3 separate regions of the Mus musculus genome follow, and all the other regions are linked to region 2. The links are chromatin contacts, called in public HiChIP or PLAC-seq maps. All regions are on one chromosome and are shown on one strand. Each heading gives the region's core, a stretch centred on a gene start, on an enhancer-like site or on the middle of the called end of the contact. The rest is flanking DNA. Distances are from core to core; before and after follow the strand shown.

Region 1 (4,006 bases), core at 1,366-3,865, 370 kb before region 2:
AACGTTATCATCCAGATAGCAATACAATAGGAGAAAACTTATTCCAATTTCATGAGTTTTTAGTTAAGTGCCTTTTTGTGCACTCTGGGACCCAATCTAGGACCTTAAACTTCATTAACCACCATGACTCCTTTGTCTCCAAAGTCTGCTTGGCTTGCTTCCTCACTGTTTCTTTCCTTGTGTCCTATGACTTTAACACTTCCTGGGCGTGTGGAAAAGTAATTTAATGGACTGTCTCTCTGGTTGTATTGTGTCTGATTGTGTGTGCATATGTGTGTTGTGGTATATGTGTGTTGTGGTATATATACGTGTGTGTGTGTATGTCTGTCTGTCTGTCTGTCTGTCCATCCATCTATCTCAAAAGTTATGTATGAGTGGGAAGAACTGTCAGAAGTAATATGTTCTTCAGGCCTCCTATCTGGGCAAGTGATGTCTCTGTAGATGTCAGAATTTGGTATCTGAGTGGAACTGGTTTCAGGAGCCATTGTAGATACCAAATTCTGGTTCCTTGTGTTACTTACATAAAATGTCAGTGGCAGAAGTTGATCTGCAAACATCCCTTCACACTCTTCAAGTCTCTCTCTCTCTCTCTCTCTCACGCACACACTTTTATGACAGTTGTCATCTGTACTATTGAGAGATGTGTGACAAGAAAAAGACATATGCAAGTGCTCAGTGTAGGAAGTTTGTGTTCTTCCCGTGTTTTAGGTGTGTGGTTGTTTGGTGCCAGGCTTGAAACTGCATGCAGAGAGCTGCCTCTGTCCCTATGTTAGTCACGCTCTGTTGGCTAAGATGAAGCCAGCCAGGATGCTGCGTTCCATGTGCCTCGTGTTTCCTTCGTAAGTACTGTATATTTACAGGACTCTGCTCCCATCGAAATGTCCTGCTGTGCCGGGGTACCCAAGGTCTTCTCTCCTCTGGCTATATAATACAAGTCTTTAGATTATTTAAATTAACCCAGATCTTCCTGCTTCCTCCAAATGTAGGCTCTGTTTTTACAAGCTTACCTCAAAGGTTTTCCACTTCATTTTAGCCCCATAGGAATTGCTTTGCACTGTTTTACAAGCTCAGTTAGCACGTGTGACAGAATGTTTGCTGTGTTTTATCCAGCACTTTCTGTTGTGTAATTGGAGGTCTTTATTATTTTTTTCTTTAGATGAACTATACAAATATCTTGTTGAAATGGCCTTGGTTTCCACCTTCCTTACACACACTAACACCCCCACATCTAAGGGGCCTTCCATGATTTGGGAACTTTTTTTTTCTGTGAAAAGACAGGAATAAAAATTAAATTCTTTTATCCTGTCTTTAGTCAATTGTTCAATGATCCTTTTATATATTATATATAAAGCAATAACAGAAACTTCCGGGCATATGTTGTCTACACTCATGGCTCATTAGTCACTGTTCAATGTCTCCATTTCTGATGTCGGCACAGCTGTGTCTGTGGGTCTCTGAGCTCCGCTGAAGATGAGGGAGATGAAGCTTATAAAAGAAATAACTGTTTTCAAGTGACAGTTACACAGCCACAGTTTACACGCCAGTGCTTGTTATTCCTTAGAATCTGATTCTAAAGGCTGGAGAGACAGCTCAGCTGTTAAGAGCAGTGGCTGCTCTTGCAGAGGATACAGACACAGTTCCCAGACCCACTTGGTGGTCCACAGTTATACCTAATGCCAGTCCCAGGGCATCATATGCCCTCTTCCAGCCTCTGTGGGTACTGCACAGATATGGTATGCATAAATACCTTGAGTTAAGGTACCTATACACATAAACATAAATAACTTTCTTTTTTGTTTTCTTGTTTTTGTTTTAAAGATTTATTTATTGTTATATATAAGTACACTGTAGCTGTCTTCAGACACACCGGAAGAGGGCATCAGATCTCATTACAGGTGGTTGTGAGCCACCGTGTGGTTGCTGGAATTTGAACTCAGGACCTTCAGAAGAGCAGTCAGTGCTCTTACCCGCTGAGCCACTTCTCCAGCCCAATAATTTTTGTCTACATGAAGTTGGTCTGTCACCCATCTACTGCTGGTTACATTGCCTGAGTCTGACTTATCTATTGACAGCCTTCCAGATCCTTTCCTCCCAGAGAGATTACTTTCCTTTTTGACTTTTGCTATCTGTCATCGTAATGCATCTTCTATGCTGCCTGTCTCCGAATGTGATGAGTTTTGATTTCCGAGTCTCATGGACCTCACAGTTCTCTACCAGGCAGGAGGGCCTCCACCTGACTCAAGTTGATGCTTGACTCATCTGAGCTTCCTGCTGAGACTAAAGCTTGAGGTGGAAAGCCAAGCAAGTGCCTTCTGTTTAGGTTGGGGTAAGGGTTGTGTGTGTGTGTGTGCCCGCGAGAGCTAAAGTGCATTTGTGGTCATTTGGAGATGACAGACTAAATCTCACTGCTCAGTAAGCAAGGAACAGATGGCACTGTCAGTTGTAGGCACAGGACAATCGCATGCCATATGAGCATTCCTAAACAGGGCTGCATAAGCAAACCCAAGCTGCCAGCAGTCCTTCTGATATTCAAATCCCAAGAGCCTCCCAAGAGCATATTGCACTGCATTCCACTGAACAATAAAGATTGCTTGTCACTCTGCTTCCCTTACACATTCCTTCCATTAGCCCGCTCCCCAGGGCGAGTTAGAGGAGTAACAAGCTTAGGGTTTATGAAGTCAAGTCCTTAGTCATTTGTTCTCTAAAGCAAAGCAATCCAGACACAAGGTGGTTGTAAAAATAAAAGAATAAATTCATTGCAAAAGGTGGGACTGGCAATTTCATTACATGCAATTCCTGCATGCAAACCAATACTGACTTGGAAGAGATAAGGCACACTTTTGGCCAAATACACATGGGGGCCTGAGCTGGGGAAAGTGAATGTCTAAATGCATGGTAGCCCTGCTCGCTGGGAGGGTAGAGAAAGCTGCACAGACAGAAGGTCTGGGTTGGATTTTGTGAAAGCCATCTTAAAGCTGCGAGACAAGAGGCTGTAGTTTACTAGTGATTTAACAAACCTTAAACACATGCCTTGAACAGTACTGTCTCTAATGATGACAGTCCTTTCACCCATGAAAAATTTAAAAACGAAAAATACATTAAGCAAGTTGGGAATCTAGGCATTTTCTTCTGGCTGAAGGAAGCCATAGGACTTTGACTTTGAAGATTAATATCCAACTAGAGCTTGCACAGTGCTGTTTGGGTGTAAACAGGCACTGTCACTTTGTAAAGTTAGTGCTAAATAGACTCCTGTGCTGTGTGCAGTGAGTCCACTCAAACCTCTTGACCAAAAGGCACATCTGCAATACATACAGCCGACCAATTCAGTCTTTAGGAAATGCGTGTTACAGTTATTTTATATCAGTGGCATGCCTATAGTGATCTTTTAAATCCAAAGGAGGTGCATAAATGCATTGACATAGTATTCATGAATATATATATCCTCCGATCTATACTGGACTGAGCCACCCCAACCCCAGTGATGAATTCCTAACCTTCATGTCAAGGGATTCAATGTAGGATCTTTGAGAGATACTTAGGTAAATGATGCTCAAAGGTGGATTGGCTCATGGATCTCATCAGAATCAGCTACTAATGTCTATATTGGGAACCTCTCTGAAAACATACATAATATTTCTCTACAAGTTATTGTTTTGTGTTGATTGTGCATTTGAAGTATTCAGCACATGCCAGTAACTGGGCCAAGATCAGTCTGTGACAAACGAAATCAGGAACCTGCAAGGGAACTGAAGAATCCCACCACTGGAAAGTCTATTCGCTCCCAAGCAGAACCTGCCCTGTCTATAGATTGAGAACACAATATTGTTATGTCACACTTTTAATTACTTCCTCCTAATTGGCTGCTAATAAGGTAACATTCCCCCCTCTTTATCAACTCACAGAAAAATGTAAAGTTCTTCATTTACTTTATCATGTGTAATTAAATCTGGAGGGAGGAATGATGGGGATTGAACCTAGGGTGTGCGAAGCACATGTGTTCTCCCAC
Region 2 (3,884 bases), core at 90-2,589:
TTTACTTAAAGAAACGAATGGCTTCTATTTGCCAAGCCAGTGAATTCATTTCACATACTCACATTAAAAGCAATGTAGCATTTTTTACTAGCAGGAGACATAATTCCGGATATTAAAATAAAATGGACCATACAGTAGTTTGTTTATTTGGCTTGCAAGTTCACACTTAGTTTCTAGCCACTCCTCGGCATCACTTGATGAGTGTGCCAACCAAGCAACATGATAGTGGGAACTTCATACAATTACAGAAGTACTGTAAATTTAACTAACAGTATTCACCACTCAGGTGTATACATTGGATATATAGTTACACACCCCCAGTTACTGTAAATTTAACTAACAGTATTCACCACTCGGGTGTATATATCGGGTGATATATAGTTACACACCCCCAGTACTCGATAACACTAAAAACGCCTTCTGTCTTAATTTTCCGGGGCAAATGTGTTCACGCCTCCTATTTTGACTCCTTGGCTTCAGTGCTTTCACCTGCTGGCCATTTCAGACCAAGCACTCACTCTTTTCCAATACCTAATGTCAAGTCAGCTATTCAAAAGGGTTCGATGAGGTGGGCTGGCTTGCACACCTGGCTACACTCTCCACAAAGAACACAGAAGAACACCCCCACCCCGTCGGGTTCCATCTGCAAACTGCTTCCAAACTCCAGTCTCCTACACTTTGCTCGCCCTCTGTTCTGGATTCTACCCAAAGGGGAGCTCCCTCTGGCTACGGTTTTTAAAATCGTGTCAGCTGTGAGCAGAGGCTGAAGTTGAGTTGGTCTGGGGGTTACCATTAAAGGTGGGGAGTGGGAAGAAAGGGACCTCTTTCTCAGCTGGAGTGAGTTACCCTAGTCCAGATGAACTTAAACCCACCATCCTCCCCCAAAACTGCTAGACGCACGCACCGCACCCTGGAGCACACAGGAACACACACAATGATCTCTGGATGCAAAGCGGCACGGGGAAGTTCTTGCAGCCGGCTCTGAGAAAGGGACGGATAAGGATGGAAAGGAAGGCAGCACCCCCCGGAGGCCGACAGGACCTCAGCTGAACTATGCCACTCGGAAAGACAGGAGGGACCCGGGCACGGGGCCCCGGGGCGCGCTACTTACCCGGTCGGGCGGCGGCCGCGGTCCCTCGCGAGTCCCGGGCGCAGCACAACTTGCTGTCTTTCCCTGGCGGGGACAGCGCGGCACCAAAGAAGACTGTCTTTCTTGCCTTTGCCACTATCCCGACGGAGATCGAGGCGAGTCTGGAGAGCTGGGGTGGAGGGTCAGGGGGACCCACCCGGAGAGCCCGCCGGCTGCGGCCGTGCGGCCCGGGAACACGGTGGATGCCGGCTCCAGCTTTGGCAGGCGAGGCACGCGCCGCCTCTTCCCCGCCCTCCCTTTGCCGCTGTCCCCTCCCCTCGGCCCCGCCGCGCAGTCCTGGACGCGCGAGAGTGGGGGCGGCAGACAGACTGAGAATCCAGGGAGAAAGTTGCTCGCCTTCCCCGCAGCTCCCCGGGGGCGCCGAGGCCACACCCGACCCCTGTTTGCTTTTCTGGGTCAAACCCTGGGGTCTGGGGCTGCAGTGTTCGCGCGGCCTTTATGAGGACCAGGATGGGAAGTAGCCTCAGAGATGGGGAGAGCGATGTCTATGAGCTTTAAGGGGCTCTTGAGAAGTGGTCACTTTGGAGGGCAGAGAGCATGACGGGTGTGGACATAGGAAAGAGAAGGCTGGGCACGCCATGCGAGGCTGCTGGATTCCGTGGGGGCAAAGCCAGAAAGAAAGAAGGCAGGCTACTCCCCTGCCAGCCTCTCCCAACAGCTGCAAACCTTTGGGAACTTCTTTCAAGACATTTCTCTTCCTCTTTTTCCTCTTCCTCTTTCCTGGGTTTCCCCCCACTCCCTTACCTCCCCTCTCACCCTCTCTCCTCTTTCTGCTACCCTCCTTTCTCCTCCCGTCCCCTTCCCTGCCTCTTACCCACTCCACTCCCCAACCCATGATCAGCTTTAACATCTATCTACACAACCTTTGAATTTCCTTTCTGAAATCTGCTCCTTTTGATTTCTTCTCAGGCCCTGCCCAGTTCTGACTTGCCATCAGCCTTTTTAACCCTTCGGAAGCCAGAGCCGTATTCTGTGGGTGACTGACTGACCTCTGGAGTCTCCACAGAGGACAGTTATTTTAGGAAGCTGCCATCTGGGACCAGCAACTTTTGAAGTACATACTTGCCTAGATGCAGTTTTTGTGATGTGCCTTTTTCAAAGCAGCTGGAAGTAATAACTGGGTAGGAATATATTTCATAATAAAATTTCGAGTGCACCATTGAATTGGGCGGCATCAGCTGGAGACAGGTTGTTTCAGGATTGTTTGAAAGGTTTTAAGTGATTGATTCCAAGCCTTTCCTTTGTAGGAATAGGATACAGGTAATGAGCCTCCCAGGAAAGCGATGTAATACACATTAAGTTTATCACAATAGTCTTGAGAAGAGGAAAGAATAGTTCCTGGGAGACATTTGGCAGAGTCTGGAGATATTTGGGGTAAGCATGACCCATAGACTGGGAAGGCCCTACTGGCAGCCAGTCCATAAAGCCAGGAGTCTGCTCTGTAACTACACAGGGCACACCCAGAATCATCTAGCTTGAAGTGTGAGTAGGGCCAAGGCTGGGAAGTCATGTTTCAAAATGTCACATGGTTTTTAGCTCACCCATGAACCTCAGGTTTAGAGATCTGGATTTGAAGTTTTCCTTTGTTAACGTACGTTTTTTAACTCTGCTTGTGCAAATCACCAGTTATTGAGCATGGTGGCCATATAATAACAGGTCTGACTTGTAGCTAAATACCACCGCCTGGCTATCACATATCTCATATCTATGTAATGTGGAGGTAGCAGATACCAGCCTAGACAAAATTATACAGTGGCAGCCAGACTCACCCACACACAAACACTCACTCACACACTACCCACCGGGTATCCAGTCTAGGACACTTTCTCAAGCTTAGAGGAGCTTGAGAAAGTGACATGGATTGCCAAGGAGGCGTCCGTTGCAAATTCTTTCATTACTGCGTGTCAGTACACTGGGTGTATGAATAGATGACTTCATCTAATTCTCAAAAAAAGGGAGAGAAAAGCCACGAAGGCAGTTATCATTTCACAGAGAAACAGCTGATTAACCTGTAAGCATATGATTAAAACACAGACTTCTAAAAAAAAGAAATCTCATTATTTGCATTCTATTAAGTAATGTAAACATTACCGGAGAGGTTTGGCTAATATGAAAAAGGAAGAAATGAAGAAGTCAAAAGCTTAGAATCCTATCAGAATGAAATATTCATCATGTGTGGAGTCCTTGTGGGCTGCACTTCCTGGGACTCGACATTCCAACTCAGACGAGTCTGTCCCCTCATTTGTAAAACAGAGCTTGAAACCAATTCCATTTAATGTTTCTGAACTGTCAGTGTGATGGCAATATGGGCACTCCTACCTCGGAGAAGGGAGGTAGGGGTCATCTAATCTGTGCAAGTGGGTGACTGCACAGATGAGGTGACAGGTCTGGATCCTTCCAGTGTCTCACTCAAGGCAGCTATAGAATCACAACTCATTTCTTTTTCATCCCACCATATAATTATCTTCTCAAGCTATAAAATCTTCTGAATTACCCTCCAGATTCTGGCATGTATACTTTACCAGCACATGCATTATGCTATCTTTGAAAACCTTTGCATTCGATTTACATCTTCAAAGGATCCCTAAGTTTCTTCACAGCCGGAAGTTCCCACACAGCAGATGCTGATGTACCTCCTGCTCCAGGCTCGGGAGCAGAATGTTTGCCTTAAGCAGGGCTATTGAGTAGTCAGATGGTATCATGGAGGTATGGGAGACTGTGGGCATTCATGACA
Region 3 (3,602 bases), core at 113-2,612, 300 kb before region 2:
GTTCTACAAGGATCTCCAGAGGTGCAGTGCGTGGTCATCCCAGCTGCGTAAGCTTTGAGTGGTGCCCTTGAGTGACACATGCTCTTGCAATAATCCTGCTGAGGTCATTGATACACCAAGCTGAAGTTGGATGTGACTATTTCTGCCATCTGTCACTGGGCTTCTTTTGGGGTAAATAGACATTTATTTGTGCATCCTCAGAAGTCACATAACACACGTTTGACACTGGATGTAGAGAGAGGACAGGCTGACTCAGTAGGGAAAGTGAAGTTTCAGAGCCGAAGAGCATAGTAGAAAGTAGCTGTGTAAAAGCTTTATTGCCTTGCCCAGTGCTCTTGAGAACTGAGTGCAGAGGCTGTAGGAACACAGCGTTTGTCTGTAGTATTACTCTACCTCAACATTGGGCCTGAAGCTGTTGGAGTAGAAGAAGCTACAAGATGAAGGTGAATCCGGTGGGCATCAGTATAGATACCAACTGATAAGGATGACAGAGCTTCACTCAATTCCATTTGGAGCAGCAGAGCATCTGGGATGGAAGGACACAGAAACAGTTTAGCATCACCACAAGAATTCAGGAACCCAAGTAGACACATAGGATAGGATTCAGAACCGCAGTCATCCAGCTAGCTGAGTAGATCAGGAAGAAACCGGGTGAGTGCTTATGGTTTTCCTGAGACTGCCAGTGACACCTCTGAAAGAGAACCACAGAGGTTCTGAGGGACCAAATCTGTTAGGTTCAGACTCCAGCTTAGAGAACCTGACCTAAGATTAAACTCGAGTTAACTAACAAACTGGCACCCAGTACCAGTATCCAGGCTACTACCCAATAAGACCTATATATAACACCAGTTTCCAGGTTATTCCCCAACAAATCTGCACCCCAAAGATACAAGCCTGCCCCTGACACTTCACTTCCTAACAACCACCAATCGAATGTGTATCAGGCTAGACACCCCCTTCTTGCCTCTATAAATGCTTACCTGAAACTAGGTTCGAGGCTGCACCCTCCCATTCCAATGAGTTAGAGATGGTTGTGTGGACCAAGTTTGAGCTTAAATAAAGAGACCCTAGTGCAATTGCATCAGAATCATCTCCTTGGTGGTCTTTTGGGGTTCATGAACACTTCCTGGCAAAACAGCTGATCCCCATCTCTCCCAAATGAGCGTCTCCTAATTAAGCATGTGTAGGTATAGAGACTACAGGCCTGGGATCTGAAGTGTGATAGCTCTTTCTTTTTCTTTCACTTCATAAATCCTCATGAATTAACTGGCAATCAGTGCCAGGTGCAGTCCTGCTTTCTGCCTTGCTGTTGCAGTGTGGGAATGCTGCTCGGGCAGGGGAAACTCGAGACCCTAGACTACATTTACCTTATGCAGTCATCCGGTGCTGGGCTTGTGGGAAGCACCAATGCACTGCTTAGATGGTGGGAGAATGCAGCCATGGCTTGCTGGAGGCCTCAGCTCAAGTGACATAGGCGACATAGGCTGAAGCTGAAAGCTGGGGTCACCTCACTCCTGGGCATCTAGTCACGGCTGGAAACTGCATAGAGTCAGTATGGAGGGAGCCCACAGTCCTTCGAGGAGAAGCCTAGGATTCGGGGCTTCCCAAACTCTTGGACACCCATACGCTGCTGGAAATTTCGGAGGAGTCAGAACAGAGGGGCCTGCAGGCTGAGGACAACGAAAGCCTGGGACCTGGGGGATGGAGGAACTCCTGCTTAGCTCATCAGTGATTGATCTTAGTGGTGATTGTCTGGGAGAACAGAGGGGCCTTCTGCAGGAGACTTAAGCTCTGTAGATGAAAGCTTTCTCCATGATCCCTTCAGTTGTTCTTGATGAAAGAGTCTTTGGTGACAAACTGTTCATTGATTGTTCATCATAGAAAATGGGTGCATACCACCTCCTTAGGGTGGACCAGAGATTAAATACCTTTTGCAAGAAGGAATGTCCTGGAAGGGAAGCTTATTGGCTAAACCCTCAGGGCCTCTAGGTACCTTATTAGCATGGAGAACTCTGTTCTGTGCTGTGTGACCATTGGTCATGTCCCTTTGTGGGTCACATGTTCTGGGCCAGGAATCTTCTTAGGGAGCAGGGAGATACCTACTGTCCTCAGAAGGGTGCCTGGGTACAGGGGTCTCTCTACACCCACTCAACCTTACCAAGTTTCCTGGCACAGTCCAAGGTGTCAGAATTAAGTTTGTGAGCTTCATGTGGTGGATGGCTAAAGGAAAAACAAACAGAATTGACAAATAAAATAATTTCAAATACCAGATGATCGCTACAATCCTAGAAAGTGGTGGACAGGACCAAAGACAGAAGCCAGTCTCATAAGTAATGTGTTATGTGATTTTTTTTTTTTTTTTTTAATGAGCAAATTCAGAGATCTGCCAGCAAACTGAAGCAATTCAGAACCTGGCATTTGGTGCTATGGACTCTGTGATGAATGCAGGATGCTATCATTGTGAATACACCCTCCTCAGTGAACCCAACTTTCTACAGGAAACAAACAGCTCTCTGGAAGGGTAGGATCAGTGCCGGCAAGCCGAAGAAGCGGAAGCAAGAAACCCCACCAGGAAACACCACCATGTTCACGTAACCTGATGGGTGCATGGTAGCCTTCCCTGAGAGACTGAGTCAGCTGACTCTGTATACTTCCCTTCCTTGTGGACCAAATACAGAGGATTCACTGCTTGGAGTCCTAGGACCTTATCTGTCCATTTCTGTTGTTGTTGTTTGTTTTTGGGGTTTTGTTTGCTTTTTTTTTGGGGGGGGGGCTTTTTCAAGACAGGGTTTCTCTGTATAGCCCTGGCTGTCCTGGAACTCACTTTGTAGACCAGGCTGGCCTCGAACTCAGAAATCCGCCTGCGTCTAACTCCCAAGTGCTGGGATTAAAGGCGTGCGCCACCACGTCCAGCTACCTGTCCATTTCTTTAAGTCTCTTCTGGGCTTGCTATTATTTTGGACCGGTTCTCAGTCCCCTACCGATAGCTGTCAGTGTGGGCTAGGATCTGCTAGCTCCTGGTGCAACAGATACAGACCAGGAAAGATGCTAAACGCAGGTGAAAATCAGTTTGGTGCAGTGGAAGGGGCTGCTAGTGTTTGTTCTTGCTACCAATTAGCAGGGCACCTTCAGAAAGCATCCCAGAGCTTCAGCTTCCAAAAGTAGATTTCTGCAGATGCTAACATTGCGCAATAGAAGAAAACTAAGGCAGAGAGGCCAGCTAGTGAAGGAGGAACCAACAAGCCCATCAAAGAAATGAGTCCGCCGGGTTCCATCCTCCATTCTCCGTAACCGCTGTGTGTAGTGATGACTGAGGACTGAAGGTCTAAGCAGCTTGCATGGCTCATCTGCGCCTTGGCTAATGGGCTCCTATGTTCGTGGCTTGGGTGTACCACTGTTAATGATGCATTCATCTATTTCTTACCTCGTTTTAAAAAGTGGCACAAAGCGCAGTCCTGTTACCTGCCCCTTGCAGCGGCGCTGAGACAGCCCAATTCTGTCTCCTGGAACAGTCTGCTAAGAGCTCCTATTGCTGCCCAGAGCTGTATCTCTATTGAGAACACAGTGGTGGGCCGAGCATTTGGGCCTGATTAGTGCTCCTA

What was found. HiChIP or PLAC-seq counts read pairs in DNA pulled down with a chosen protein or histone mark.
Region 1: an H3K4me3 HiChIP or PLAC-seq map of embryonic limb bud shows a contact between it and region 2, with 7 times the contacts expected there. The contact joins the enhancer-like site here to the promoter of Lhfp in region 2. A contact is called at or near these places in 8 of 39 promoter capture datasets (the C10 cell line, the HPC-7 cell line, HPC-7-derived erythroid cells and 5 more), 4 of 484 Hi-C or Micro-C datasets (cerebellar granule neurons, cerebellum and cortical neurons), 10 of 115 datasets of contacts at active chromatin or transcription factors (craniofacial prominence, embryonic basal ganglia, embryonic forebrain and 6 more) and 3 of 9 other capture datasets (adipose tissue, embryonic stem cells and liver).
Region 3: an H3K4me3 HiChIP or PLAC-seq map of embryonic limb bud shows a contact between it and region 2, with 5 times the contacts expected there. The contact joins the enhancer-like site here to the promoter of Lhfp in region 2. A contact is called at or near these places in 8 of 39 promoter capture datasets (the C10 cell line, cranial neural crest, embryonic stem cells and 5 more), 2 of 15 datasets of contacts at CTCF or cohesin (large pre-B cells and pro-B cells), 22 of 484 Hi-C or Micro-C datasets (LSK cells, the STO cell line, cerebellar granule neurons and 13 more), 14 of 115 datasets of contacts at active chromatin or transcription factors (T-cell acute lymphoblastic leukemia, craniofacial prominence, embryonic fibroblasts and 10 more) and 2 of 9 other capture datasets (adipose tissue and liver).

Annotation. Positions count from the first base shown.
Region 1 is chr3:53,414,705-53,418,710 of GRCm38.p6, reverse strand. It overlaps the pseudogene Gm43471. Among named protein-coding and RNA genes, the nearest start is that of Gm40048, 21 kb to the right of the region's middle. Within about 2 kb of position 2,615, at least 23 of the 459 cell types and tissues checked have an H3K27ac peak or open chromatin away from gene starts, as enhancers often do. A contact at or near this core is called in cerebellar granule neurons, cerebellum, cortical neurons and 1 more, where this site is marked.
Region 2 is chr3:53,039,002-53,042,885 of GRCm38.p6, reverse strand. It overlaps Lhfp (lipoma HMGIC fusion partner), which reads right to left and starts at 1,339. Exons shown (of 4, transcript NM_175386.3): 1 at 1,112-1,339.
Region 3 is chr3:53,341,596-53,345,197 of GRCm38.p6, reverse strand. No RefSeq gene overlaps it. Among named protein-coding and RNA genes, the nearest start is that of Gm40048, 52 kb to the left of the region's middle. Within about 2 kb of position 1,362, at least 2 of the 459 cell types and tissues checked have an H3K27ac peak or open chromatin away from gene starts, as enhancers often do. A contact at or near this core is called in embryonic limb bud, where this site is marked.